2 separate regions of the Mus musculus genome follow, and region 2 is linked to region 1. Evidence: chromatin contacts called from public HiChIP or PLAC-seq data. All regions are on one chromosome and are shown on one strand. The core of a region is the stretch at or near the end of the contact, and the rest is flanking DNA. Distances in the headings are between cores, read along the strand shown.

Region 1 (6,576 bases), core at 2,040-4,539:
CCCACACTTCCTCTAGTAAGGTCACACCTCATAATCCTTCACAAATGCCACCACCAGCTGGGGACCAAGTGTTCAAATGCCCAAGGCTATAGGGAACATCTCTTTTATACCCCCCATGGCATGACTGTAGTATGGACAAGGACTGATACTTAGAGAAATTTAGTCACTTTCAGATCATATTGCTGGTGAATGCAGAGTCTTGAGAGAGAGACATCTTCAAACATTTCTTAAAGTGTGAGGTTAGTGATGGGAAGAAGGACCGGGACAGATCTAAAAACTAGGAAGTTTATGATTTGAATGTGCGGGGTCCTCACAGGCTCATGTATTGGAACACTTGGTCCCTAGCTGGTGTCGCTATTTGTGGAGACTCTGGAACTTTTGGGTAGAACCTTGCTGAGGGAAGTGGTGGGCTTTGAGGGTTTACAGTCTCATGGCAACCACTGTTGGTCCCTGTCCCCTGCTCCCACACTGGTCATACAGTGTAAATAGCCAGTCTTCCTGCCGCCATGCATTCCCCATAGTGATGGACTGTGACTCTTCACACTGTACCAAAACACTCCCTCCCTGAAATCTTTTCTTGTTATGTATTTTGTCACAAGAATGAGGGGGGAAACACCTACTGCAATTAGGAAATCAATATGTTCTTGAGAGGTGGAGAGATTGAATCTAAAAGAGTGGTGGAAAGAGTGTATGTGGGTATCCCACGGTGATCTAAGTGAGCGATGTAATAAAAACTGAAAAATTTAAAGGATTTTGTTATTGTTGAAAAGGGTGTGGGGTAGGAGTATTACAGACCTGTTAAGTTTGAGGTTCTACTACACATTTGAATAGAGTTGCCAAAATACAAAGCCTGGAACTTGGGAATGGGTGGGTTCACACTGGAAACACAGCCCTCACCATCATTAGCATATGGGTGTCCTTTAAAGCCATTGGGTTGCACAGAGATAACTAAGGCAGAAGTTCAGAGAGAGAGAACAGATGGTATTTTTTTTCCTGGACATTTAACTTTAAAAGTGGCAGAAGAGTTTGGCAAAAGAACCTAAGAAAGAGCAGCCAGTGATTCTGAAGGAAAAGCAGAAGGCGGAGTCATGAAAGCCAAGACAAGAGAACATGTTGAGGAGAAAGAGGTGGTTAGTGTGAAACTTCTCGGGGGGGCTTAGAAAGATGAGGACGGGATCTTTCTCAAGGGAGAATGAAAGTTGGAATCCAGACAGACGGGAGTACGTTGGGAAATCAGAGTTTCAGTGCAGAAGTAGAGGGAGCAGAGCCTGAATCTTTATTTAGTAAAGTTTGTTGTGAATTGAGAGTAGAAGAAATGAGGGAATTTTTAAAAATGTAAATAGGAATGATATGGTAGAGAGATGCTTATCAACCTTAATCATCAACCCAAAGCAGTCCCTTTGGCTTCCATGTGTGTGTAAGAACGAAATGGAATTTGCCCTCCTGCACCTGACTTATTTCATTAGTATAATGTCCTTCAGCTTAACCCTGTCTCTGATCACAGAGATGTAGGGAGTAGAAAGGTGGTCACTGGAACTTGGGAAGGGGTGGAAGCAGGGGAAGACAGAGGGAGGGTTGTTTGTGGTAGAAGGGTACAGGTGGATAGGACCAATGGCCTCTAATATTCAGCACCTCAGTAGGAGGAGGATGGCTGGTAATAACTGATTTCATATTACAGATAGCTAGTGCAGAAGGAATTTCAATATTCCTAACAGAAAGCAATGATAAATGTCTGAGAGCAGGGTCAATTACCCTGACCTGATCCCTACACACTATACACATCTATGCAGTGCCACACGGCAGCCCGTTAAGTATGCTCAATTACTGCGTGCCAACTGAGAATCAAAACATATTTGAAAATAGCTGATTTGGGTAATTTGTTGGATTGTTCTGAAATAGCAAATGATGTATTCAAAACTGCTCTTCAGAGAGCGAGCCGTGCTAAAACAGTTTTAGGAATAAGCCTTTTCTAAAGTGATGGTTCCGAGGAGTCACTGTATGTATCTCAGAGTCAGTTCCTGGCAGTCGTGGCCCACATTGCTTCCTTACATGAAGCTGGATGCTTAGTGAGTGCTTTTGCTAAGTGATTTCTTTCCTCTGGATCGTCAATGGATGGTTTCAGTCGGTCCTCTAGACTTCTCTTTCTTCAGTTTTGAAAATTGATGGCTAATGATGAAATGAATTGCTGTCAGAGTAGTTCAAACATGGTACTCAATGGAAACAAGTTGGTGTTGGGGACTGGAGAGCTGGATCAGCAGTTGTAAGGGCATACTGCTCTTACAGAGGACTTGAGTTCTGGTCACCCATCCCCCTTGGCTCACAACAGCCTTTATGTCCAGCTCTAGGAATCTGACACAATCTTCTAACCTCTGCACATATGCAGAACTTATCCTACGTGGTGTAGGATAATGATGGCTGATAACAATGAATTCTATGTTCAAACTAACTAGGACAGGGTACCTTTAAATTAAAAATAAAATAAATCTTTAAAAATGAAACGGCATATTAGGGCCATGGACACAGCCAATGGCAGACTTCATGTCTTACATGTGTAGGGTCCCAGGTTCAAGACCAGCATTGTTACAAGAAAGACCAAGGAAACAAGCAAATCTCAGCACAGACTATAGAATTTCACTTTTGCAAAAGCGATATACAGATACTCATAGACTTCATTCGACCATTTATGTTATACATTAGTAGACTGAAATTATTTTAAATAAAATAGCAAGGCTTGATAGGAAATAATAAAAAACAAAAAAACAGCCATGCCCAACCAGGTAAAAATATTTTCAATCCCAAAGAACAGCTCAGATCGTTTGCAGAGAGGATAGATATTCTCCAAGTGCCAGACTCGGCAGGAGAATTTGATTGATTTGCATCTTAGTTCAGACCTAAAAGGACCTTGTTGGTGCTGTTGTTTCTAATGCTCTGTTTCTAAGGCTCAGACTGCCTCCAGCTGTCTTCCTGTTCTTTTCTAAAAGTCCCTGGTTTTTTATGAGCCTGTCCTCCAGACTCTCCTTTTCCGCTTTGCTAACAATAACGGCTCAACTTCCGGACACATTTCCACCAGCGATTTCTTAGCCCCTGCTTCTGAATAGTTTTGCCAGTGAACCCGATTCTTTCCTTCTTCTGCTTCTGGTCTTCATCTACAGGGTCCAGAGTCTCAAGCTCTGTGTCAGCTTCAGGTTGCAGGTTCGCTGCCTGCCTTTGCAGGACAAATGCTCGTCTGGATTGACAACGTTGTCCCTGTTTGCCCACAGCGGCCACTGGCTGTGATGTGTCCTGGCACCCTCCTGCAGTGGCCTGCCACTTGGAACACTGGACCTTGGCATGCCTCTGTGCTCTGGCCCTTTTGGAGATTGTCCCTCAAGGGCTTCATAAGAAATTGGTAACTGTGTTTACTTGGTGGCTGGGAAGAAAGTCTTTAATATCTCAATTAAAAAAAAACTCATAATGTAAATATTTTTTGTTGTTGATGTTGTTTGCTTCCCCCACACACACCTTTTTTAAAATAACATGTGGAGAAAGGATCGTAGATCATTTATTTATTGTGTGTTTATAGTGTCTTAAACACCCCCACCCCCAGCCCTTTTTAGTGCCTTTAGGTCCTTTCTGAGTCTTAACTACCCAGCAGGTTTCTTATCGTCCTTGCCTTGGGGAGTTGTCCTTTTCTGTGCTCTGATAACACACAAGGTCTGCTGGAGTTCTCCGAATGCCGTCTGCTCTGCCTATCTAAGTTTTGTCTTTCCCATTAGACTGCCGGCTTTGTTCTTTTCCTCTTTGTGCAAAGTGGAGCCGCGCAGTCCTAAGGCCCAGAATCTTGGCTCCAGGGTTGCTCAGCTCTTTCCAGTCACTTGCCACCATGGTCGGTACCTTAGGTGCCACCCAATTTACGTTCCGGAACAGTGAAGCCGTCCATTATTTATTTAAACCCTATTTTTAGAAGAGCTGCAAGGTGCTATGAAAACGTTGGGTCTCACCCTGAAAGTTTGGGCAAAGTTCCTCCTAAGAAGCAATAAGTGAGTTTAGATTTGAAAAAGGAGTAGGCCTGAACCAGTTGCCTCTGGAGGAGAGCTCCAGGCAAGAGGAACATGTGGGTGGACTCCGAGCTGGCAAGAAGCACGGGGGTATAGTACCAGGACTATATTGGAAAGATGAAGTAAATGCAGCTGGAACACAGCTCTGGTGAGCACAGAGCTCCGAAGAGCCAGGCTTCCGTGGGCCATTCTCCTGTTGCCTTGAGCCTGTATCCCATGCACACTAGTCATTTAGAGGATATGTTTTAGGCACCAAAATAAGGTCGTTTTGGGGTCAGTGATGAATCACAAAGATCCACCCCGGAAAGAAGAAGCTGCCTTAAGACATTTATTTATTTATTTGACTGCGAGGATTTAGGAGCTGCTAGGTGAGTCCCCGGAGAGATGGAAAGCGGAAGACAGAGGTGCGGAGGTAAAAAAAAAGGAGAGTTATCAAAAGCTGCTGCCTCTTAACACCAGAATCCGGAGCTTTGTGTCCAATGCCTCCCTCTCCCTTCACATACCCTTAGTTTTAGGATCCTGGGCGTTGGGGTGGGAGATTGACACTAGCCAGCAGGGGTTGTGTCTGAGGGGCTCTGGGGTGCTGGGAAACTTTCCCAGCAATGCTAGCTAGCATCTGTATTTACGACAGACCACATTCAAATACATTCAAAGAATTCTGGAAATAAAGCAGGAGGCTGAAACCAATCGCTCATCGCAGGATGGAGGACCATTGCCAAGGCAAACAAGAACAGGTGAAACGAGGAAGGAGCAAGCTCTTAGTCTCCCTCTAGCGGCCACTGTTGGTAGAGACTAGCCGTGCGTCGCCAGCGTGCCAACCCAGGTTTCACATCCAAAGCAGAGAAGGGTGTGTGAAAACTTTCATTTTTATGAGTTTTTAGAAAAGACTCATAGGATGGGGAGGACAGAAGAAGGACAAAGAGGGCACTGAAAAATGGCGACAGGGACAATGAGAAAAGGCTGTCCTTAGATCTCAAAGTGCTTTGAGAGAGACTGTGAAACACACCCACTGTAAAACTAATAATAGTAATAACAATAACAACAACAATAATATAACAACAACAAACTGTTAGGATATGAAGACAAACATTGCTAGAACAGAAAACCCTCGAGTGTGACTTTCATTTCTGCCTTTCCACAGTGCAGCAACTTTGGAAGCCACCGTAGAAAAGTCATTCCATAAACTCTTTTTGGTGTAATAAAGATGGATTCTCTGTCTAATGCAGAAACACACAAAACTTCTTTGTTGGTTTATGCTACTTCAGTCTCTGGATTGGAAAGCACGCACACGGGTGATCATTTAATTACGAATATTATATCCACTTGAGCACGTATATTTTAAATAGTTGATAAAGACCCAAAGTCAGATCTCTCACTGTTGGGCTTAAAGCTGTCGGAAACAATGACCCAGGTGAGGTCAAAGGAGATGCCCCTACAAGTATGGTTTGTGTTCATCTCCTAAGGATCTTACAGCTCTCCTGCCCAAGACCTCCCGGAAAAGAGCAGGTCTCTCTCATTTTCTTGAGCACAGTTCTAAACTCCCTGCCAGCCTTAGGCTTCCCTTGCGAGCAAAGCCAAGCAGAGGGCCCTATCCAGACCCAGAAACACTCCCCGTGCATATCCTTTTCCTTTGCTCTTTTGGTTTTTCTTCCCCCCCCCTCCTTCCTCCTCCCCCTCCCTTCCTCCACCCCTCCCTTCTTCCTCCCCTCCCTTCCTCCTCTCCTTCCTTTCCTCTTCCCCCTCCCCTTCCTCCCTTTTTCCTCTCTTTAGTATTTAGAGTCTTGAAATATATGAGTGGAAACATCAGATAAGTTACAGTAAAAGCAGGGAGATGTCTATAGGCCTGAGGTGAGCTATTTGATGACTCTCTTATTGTTTTTTGGTTGCTGACAGTTAGTAGTCTGTCAATTTTGCACATTTTAAAAGACTTATCTGTTAGTCATAGATACAGAAGCAGGCAAGGAATTGATATTTAAAAGTGGTAAAGGTAGCCCATATTAAAGTTGAGGCTTTGGGTCTGCAGAATTCCAACCTCCCTACAAATAGTGGAGTTCTAGTCACTTAATCAGCCTTATAAAAAGTGCAGCTCCTCCAACAAAATGTCATTCACACCATATAGTGCAAACTGGCACTGAGCTTGTGATTTTCCTGCCTCGGCCTCTTGAGTCCTGAAATAACAGACATATATTTCTATGCCTGGCGCAGACTATTCATATTCTCTGCTCATGACATGAAAGCTAGTCACACCTAACCCATAAACAATACATTATACATATTTCTAAGTGCTTATAAATAACACATTCTTTAAAATAACCAAGACTGGGGCTGCAGAGGTGGCGCCATGGTTAAGAGCACTTGGGGATTGGTTGCTATCATTCACATGGTGGCGCGCAACTGCCTATAACTCTAGTTGCAGATGTCCTTTGCTGGCCTCCATGAATATTCTACACACATGGGGCACAGGCAAAACATTCATACCCATAAATGAAAAAAAAAAAAAACACCCACAAGGCTGAGGCAGGAGGATTGGTTTGAGTTC
Region 2 (6,663 bases), core at 716-3,215, 57 kb before region 1:
CTTAGTCTCCTCAAGACAAACACTAACAGAGGTAGGTGAGGTGTTGTAGACACTGTCTCTATCCTCTGTATACAGAGAGCAAATCATTCTCACACGTTAGCTTTGTGGGTTCTTATTTTTTGTCAGGGTCTCATGTAGCCCAGGCTGGATCTGAACTTGTTATGCAGCAAAAGCTATCCTTTTAACTGCTGATCCTTATTCCTCTATATCCATGGTGCTGGGATTAGTTGCACCATCCCCCATACCTGACTTCATCCTGGGTCTCAATGGTTGCTTGCTTGCAAGTCAGGTAATCGTCTGTGGAAAAAAAGAGAGTTAGGTTCCTGCCTAGCTGCTTTCAGCTCTAGTAGTCAATGTTTTCCTCACTTTATAATACCTCAAGGTTCCAGACCACACACATGAATGGTCATGGAATATCTGAGAGACGTGGCATTATGGACTGAATGGGGACCCCTTCTAAAGTGTAGTAACAACCTTACCTTGGTAGAGTTTTAAAATGTAATCAAGTTAAGTGAGGGCATACTGAGTTATGGCAAACCTTAACACAATGATGAGAATCCATGGAAGGAGAGCAAACTTTGGTAGAGACACAAATACAAAGACACCATATGACAATGGAGACAGATTGGAGCGATACACCTATGCATAAGCTAGAGCCCTAGGGTTTGCCTGCACTTGAAAGAATCGAAAGGAGACATGCCAAACAGAAATCTCACTCAGAATCTACAGGAACAATTGACATTGTTCACACCTTGACTTCCATGTCTATCTTCCAGGATCTTCCAAATCTTTTAAGTTGCTTTAAGCCACTCAGTGTGTGGACATTTGTTATAACATGCAGGACACTAATATACCTATCAATCTTCAACTGTGAGCGATGAGTGTGCCGGGCCTATTTAGAAGTGAATTGTGCAAGCACTGTCATGCACTCTGTAATAGGACATTTTGGTCTCCCCAGCATGCACGTACTTGGGGCTCTGGATCATGAGCCTCCCCCACCTTGGAAGCTTCTGGTCTTCGGATTTACTGGCCACTTGCTTTCTAGTTTACCTTGGACTCTCTTGACTGGCTCCTTTATTGGTGGTTATTTCCAACCTAGACAGAAACTAAGAAAAGCATTTAGAAAACAATTCTTGGCTCCATTTAGCTGATATAATTTTAATTTGCGATTTTCTTGTCAGGATGAGTACCAAGAAGTTGTTAAAAAATCATTATCCAGCAATCTCCTGACAGTGTCATTTTATACTGATGGGGTAATTTCTCCCTTCAGAAAGAGCTATTTCTTGAGTAATTATTTTGGGTACTAAGTGACAGGCTCAGACTATTTTGGGACTCTGTGGCCTTGTCTCCTGACTTGCGTTTACCTTGAGGATAACGTGTGTGGCGGGTATCACCTGTGAGTCATTCTTCTCCCAGCAACTCTCGGTGATGTTCCTGTCTTCAGCAGACAGGAGAATGTGACAGGGATGGCTCAGGAGACCGGCTGCTGTGTGGTTCTTATGTAAGGCCAGCAGAGAGGATTGCTTTCGATTGCTTCTTATTAAGAATCCTTTGACTCTGGCTAGGTGTGAGACTGACACACACACACACACACACACACACACACACACACACAGAGCCAGGGAGAATGAAAGAGGGCACGGAGGAGAAGGAGGAGGGGGAGGAGAATGCTTCGGAAACTTACTAGATGTGAAGAGGTATACAATAGCTAAGTATGGCAGCTTTATTTAGAGCTTCCAACTTAAAGCTGCCCCATCAAACCAACACAGGTATAAAGGAAGCAGGCTTCATTGCGGGCTCCTACAATACAGCTTTCATGATTAATTGTTAATTTCTATGAAAAGGAATAAAGAGAGCTATTAGAACACTTTCAAAATTGCCCAAACACCACATTTTCTGGATGATGACAAATGAATTAAAATAATGTTTAAGTATACCAACTTCCATCTTGTTCCCACCCTCCCCATCGTGAACTCCCCTAAGAGTCTACTCGCTATCACCTCACCATTGTGTAGCCTGGATGCTTCTGTAAATCTTATGGGTGGTATCTGAGAGAAGAAGGCTCCCTAGATCCCTTCTATGATTTTGGGGGGTGGGAGGATCTGGGGTAGAAACTGTGAGGGAGATGCTTAGTGTCAAGGGCTGAGCTGGGATAGGGACTCCTCAGCAGCCAACGGCCTTTCTCTTGCTCTTGCTGGGGTGGGTGGTCCAGGGCTTCTTACTCCTTGAGGCTATGTAGGCCATGAGGTCTACCACCCTGCTGCTGTAGCCATATTCATTGTCATAACAGGAAATGGGCTTTACAAAGTTGTCAGTGAGAACAATGCCAGTCCCAGCATCAAAGGTGGAAGAGTGGGAGTTACTGTTGAAGTCGCAGGAGACAACCTGGTTCTTAGTGTAGCCCTGTCTTAGTCAGGGTTTCTATTCCTGCACAAACATCATGACCAAGAAGCAAGTTGGGGAGGAAAGGTTTCCACATTGCTGTTCATCACCAAGGAAGTCAGGATTGGAACTCAAGCAGGTCAGGAAGCAGGAGCTGATGCAGAGGCCATGGAGGGATGTTCTTTACTGACTTGCTTCCCCTGGCTTGCTCAGCCTGCTTTCTTATAGAACCAAGACTACCAGCCCAGGGATGGTCCCATTCACAAGGGGCCTTTCCCCCTTGATCACTAATTGAGAAAATGCCTTTACAGTTGGATCTCATGGAGGCCTTTCCTCAACTGAAGCTCCTTTCTCTGTGATAACTCCAGCTGTGTCAAGTTGACACAAAACTAGCCAGTACAATCCCAGAGTGCCCTTTAGTAGGCCCCAGGATGCCTGCTTCACCACTTTCTTGATGTCATCATACTTGGCAGGTTTCTCTAGGCGGCATGATAGATCTACAACGGATACATTGGGGGTAGGAACATGGAAGGCCATGACAGTGAGCTTCCTGTTCAGCTCTGGGATGACCTTGCCCACAGTCTTGACATCACCAGTGGATGCAGGGATGATGTTCTGGGCAGTCCCTTGGCCATCACGCCACAGCTTTCCAGAGGGACAATCCACAGTCTTCTGGGTGGCAGTGATGGCATCGACTGTGGTAAGGAATCCTTCCACAATGCCAAAGTTGTCATGGATGACCTTGGCAAGGGGGTGGGTGGGGCTAAGCAGTTGGTGGTGCAGGAAGCATTGCAGACAATTTTGTGTTGCAGACATACTTCTTGTGGTTCACACCCATCACAAACATGGGAACATCAGCAGAAGGGACAGATATAATAACTCTTTTGGCACCACTCTTCAAGTGGTCCCCAGCCTTCTCCATGGTGGTAAAGATGCCAGTACACTACACAACATACTCAGCAACAGCGTCACCCCATTTGATGTTAGTGAGATCCCACTCCTGGAAGAAAGTGATGGCCTTCCTGTTGATGGCAAGCTTCCCATTCTCAGCCTTGACTATGCCGTTGAACTTGTCATGGGTAGAGAGTCATACTGGAACATGTAGACCATGTCAATGATGGCAACGATCTCTACTTTGCCAGATGAGCAGGCAGCCCTGGTAACCAGGTGCCGAATCCATTCACTTAGACCTTCACCATTGTGTCTAAGGGGCGTGGCTGGCACTGCACAAGAGGATGAGTCTGTCTCTGCAACAGGGAGGAGCAGAGGCCATGACCTGGATTCTTATTCCAAAATTTTTACTGTGTTTGTTTTAGGCCCACATCGTCTGGTGCTAACAATTTTTAATGTTTAAGAGCTGGAGATGCTGTTTTCGTAGCATGGACTCTTGAACAGCCACAGTTCCCCTCATAACCAAGGGTAGAATGTGCAGTGCTTGCTGTGACCAACACGGGTGCCAATGATACTTTCATGAGATGACTCTCAACTCCACTTTACACAAAGAAGTTGACATAGATATGTTCAGTTCATTGTTCTAGAACACGTGAAAGAACAACGAAACAGGAAGAAGATTCCAGGGCACAGGCCGCAGGGTTCATATCACATGTTGACGCTGGGAAAAAAAACAAACAAACTACATTTACAAAAAAATTCTGGCTGGAGAGATGGCTCTACCATTAAAGGCTAGGCTCACAACCAAAAATACAAAGAAAATGTAGATAAAATCTTAGGCTGTGTCATTCCAATAACTGATTGGGTTTTTATTATTATTATTTTATTTTGATTTATTTTACCGAACTGGGGCTCCAAACCAGAGTCTTATCCATGTTAGCCATGCATGCCACTGCTAAACTCAATCACGAGCCAAGTGGGTTTTATGTATTTTAGCTGGGCCACAATTTAATGACTTTACCGTTATTTACAACATTTTTTTAGAACTCTTTACTGTTGTTTTGTTTGGGGTCCTGATTTCACTGTGAAGCCCAGGCTGACCTCAAACGAGTCTTCTTTCTACTCTTGATTCTAGAGTGCTGTGATCACTATGCACTGCCATGCCAGGGTCTTTAGTGGTTTTTAAATTGTAGAGGAAAAAACAAAACCCTCAAGCCAAAGCGCTCAAAACACCTTTTTCCCTCTGATAATAGCATTTTCTAAAAGTGATTTTCCCTGCTGTCAGAGTGTGATAAAAGACTTGACTTTAATGTTTGACCCAAGTGTTACCTGGAACATGCAGAACAAAAATATGTGTTTCATTAAACTAACAGGAAAGGCAAGGTAATCCTTTAAATCAGCAGTTTGTCTCTATAAAGGACAGATGTGCCAGGACCACAAAATCAACACTGTAATTTTTGTCTTCTTCTCTGCTCATTCCGAGGTGGAAACTGTTGGTTTCAGTCTGTCTGGGGAGTTCATCTGCTAGAACAAGGATTTTTATCAACTGCAGGGAAAGGACCTTAAAGATAACATTTATTGACTTGTTGACTGCATTCATAGAAAACAATAGATGGGATTGTAAATGTCTTGCAGATTCAATAAATGAGGCATTCATTTTAATGAAAATGATATTATCAGCATAACTCTTTCCATTCACAAAATAGTTTCATTTGATTCATGCACTAATCCTATAAGATAGCCAAGCTGTTGATATGTACACACACACACACACACACACACACACACACACACACACACACACACACGACCCACTCCACGCCTACTCCTGTATGTTTAATTTTCTCTTGTATAGAAAAGACAAATAAAGAGCTGAAGAGATGGCTCAGTGGTTAAGAGCACTGTCTGTTCTTCCAAAATTCCCAGCAATCACATGGTGGCTCACAACCATCTATAATGGGATCTGATGCCTACTTCTGATGTGTCAGCTATAGGATGCTCATATACATTAAATAAATAAATCTTAAAAATAAAGAAAATAGTGAGTACATAACATGTGAGTTCTTCTGTGATTGGGTTACCTCACTCAGGATGATGCCCTCCAGGTCCATCCGTTTGCCTAGGAATTTCATAAATTCATTCTTTTTAATAGCTGAGTAGTACTCCATTATGAAAATGTACCACATTTTCTGTATCCATTCCTCTGTTGAGGGACATCTGGGTTCTTTCCAGCTTCTGGCTATTATAAATAAGGCTGCTATGAACATAGTGGAGCATGTGTCTTTCTTACCAGTTGGAACATCTTCTGGATATATGCCCAGGAGAGGTATTGCATGATCCTCTGGTAGTACTATGTCCAATTTTCTGAGGAACCGCCAGACTGATTTCCAGAGTGGTTGTACAAGCTTGCAATCCCACCAACAATGCAGGAGTGTTCCTCTTTCTCCACATCCTCGCCAGCATCTGATGTCACCTGAATTTTTGATCTTAGCCATTCTGACTGGTGTGAGATGGAATCTCAGGGTTGTTTTGAGTTGCATTTCCCTGATGATTTAGGATGCTGAACATTTTTTCAGGTGCTTCTCAGCCATTCGGTATTCCTCAGGTGAGAATTCTTTGTTAAGCTCTGCACCCCATTTTTTAATGGTGTTATTTGATTTTTTGGAGTCCACCCTCTTGAGTTCTTTATATATATTGGATATTAGTCCCCTATCTGATTTAGGATAGGTAGAAATCCTTTCCCAATTTGTTGGTGGCCTTTTTGTCTTATTGACGGTGTCTTTTGCCTTACAGAAGCTTTGGAATTTTATGAGGTCCCATCTGTCGATATTAGCCCAGATACTTAGAATACCTAAGATATCAGATACAATTTGTGAAACTCATGAAGCTCAAGAAGAACGAAGACCAAAGTGTGGACACTTTGCCCCTTCTTAGAATTGGGAACAAAAAACCCATGGAAGGAGTTACAAAGTTTGGAGCTGAAACTAAAGGACAGACTATCTAGAGACTGCCATACCCGGGGATCCATCCCATAATCAGCCTCCAAATGCTGACACCATTGCATACACTAGCAAGATTTTGCTGAAAGGACCCTGATATAGCTGTCTCTTGTGAGACTATGCCGGGGCCTAGCAAACACAGAAGTGGATGCTCACAGTCAGCTATTTGATGGATCACTGGGCCCCCAATGGAGGAGCTAGAGAAAGTACCCAAGGAGCTGGGGGGGATCTGCAACCCTATAGCTGGAACAACAATATGAACTAACCAGTACCCCAGAGCTCGTGTCACTAGCTGCATATGTATCAGAAGATGGCCTAGTCGGCCATCAGTGGAAAGAGAGGCCCATTGGTCGTGCAAACTTTATATGCCTTAGTATAGGGGAACGCCAGG

What was found. HiChIP or PLAC-seq counts read pairs in DNA pulled down with a chosen protein or histone mark.
Region 2: a contact with region 1 is called in an H3K27ac HiChIP or PLAC-seq map of extraembryonic endoderm stem cells. The contact joins the promoter of C730036E19Rik here to the enhancer-like site in region 1. A contact is called at or near these places in 13 of 484 Hi-C or Micro-C datasets (the Ba/F3 cell line, the G1E-ER4 cell line, the HL-1 cell line and 9 more) and 8 of 115 datasets of contacts at active chromatin or transcription factors (bone marrow-derived macrophages, embryonic stem cells, extraembryonic endoderm stem cells and 5 more).

Annotation. Positions count from the first base shown.
Region 1 is chr1:151,077,329-151,083,904 of GRCm38.p6, reverse strand. All of the region lies in intron 1 of Gm36139 (a long non-coding RNA gene), which reads left to right. Gm36077 (a long non-coding RNA gene) reads left to right here. Exons shown (of 2, transcript XR_387461.2): 1 at 1-1,130; 2 at 3,153-3,460. Gm36297 (a long non-coding RNA gene) reads right to left here. Exons shown (of 4, transcript XR_387468.4): 4 at 6,575-6,576. Among named protein-coding and RNA genes, the nearest start is that of Gm36077, 3.3 kb to the left of the region's middle. Within about 2 kb of position 3,289, at least 60 of the 459 cell types and tissues checked have an H3K27ac peak or open chromatin away from gene starts, as enhancers often do. A contact at or near this core is called in the G1E-ER4 cell line, bone marrow-derived macrophages, erythroblasts and 3 more, where this site is marked.
Region 2 is chr1:151,133,336-151,139,998 of GRCm38.p6, reverse strand. It overlaps C730036E19Rik (RIKEN cDNA C730036E19 gene), which reads right to left and starts at 1,965. Exons shown (of 7, transcript NR_038011.1): 1 at 1,365-1,965; 2 at 970-1,095; 3 at 246-297. The region is part of intron 1 of Gm36139 (a long non-coding RNA gene); the gene reads left to right. It also overlaps the pseudogene Gm8941.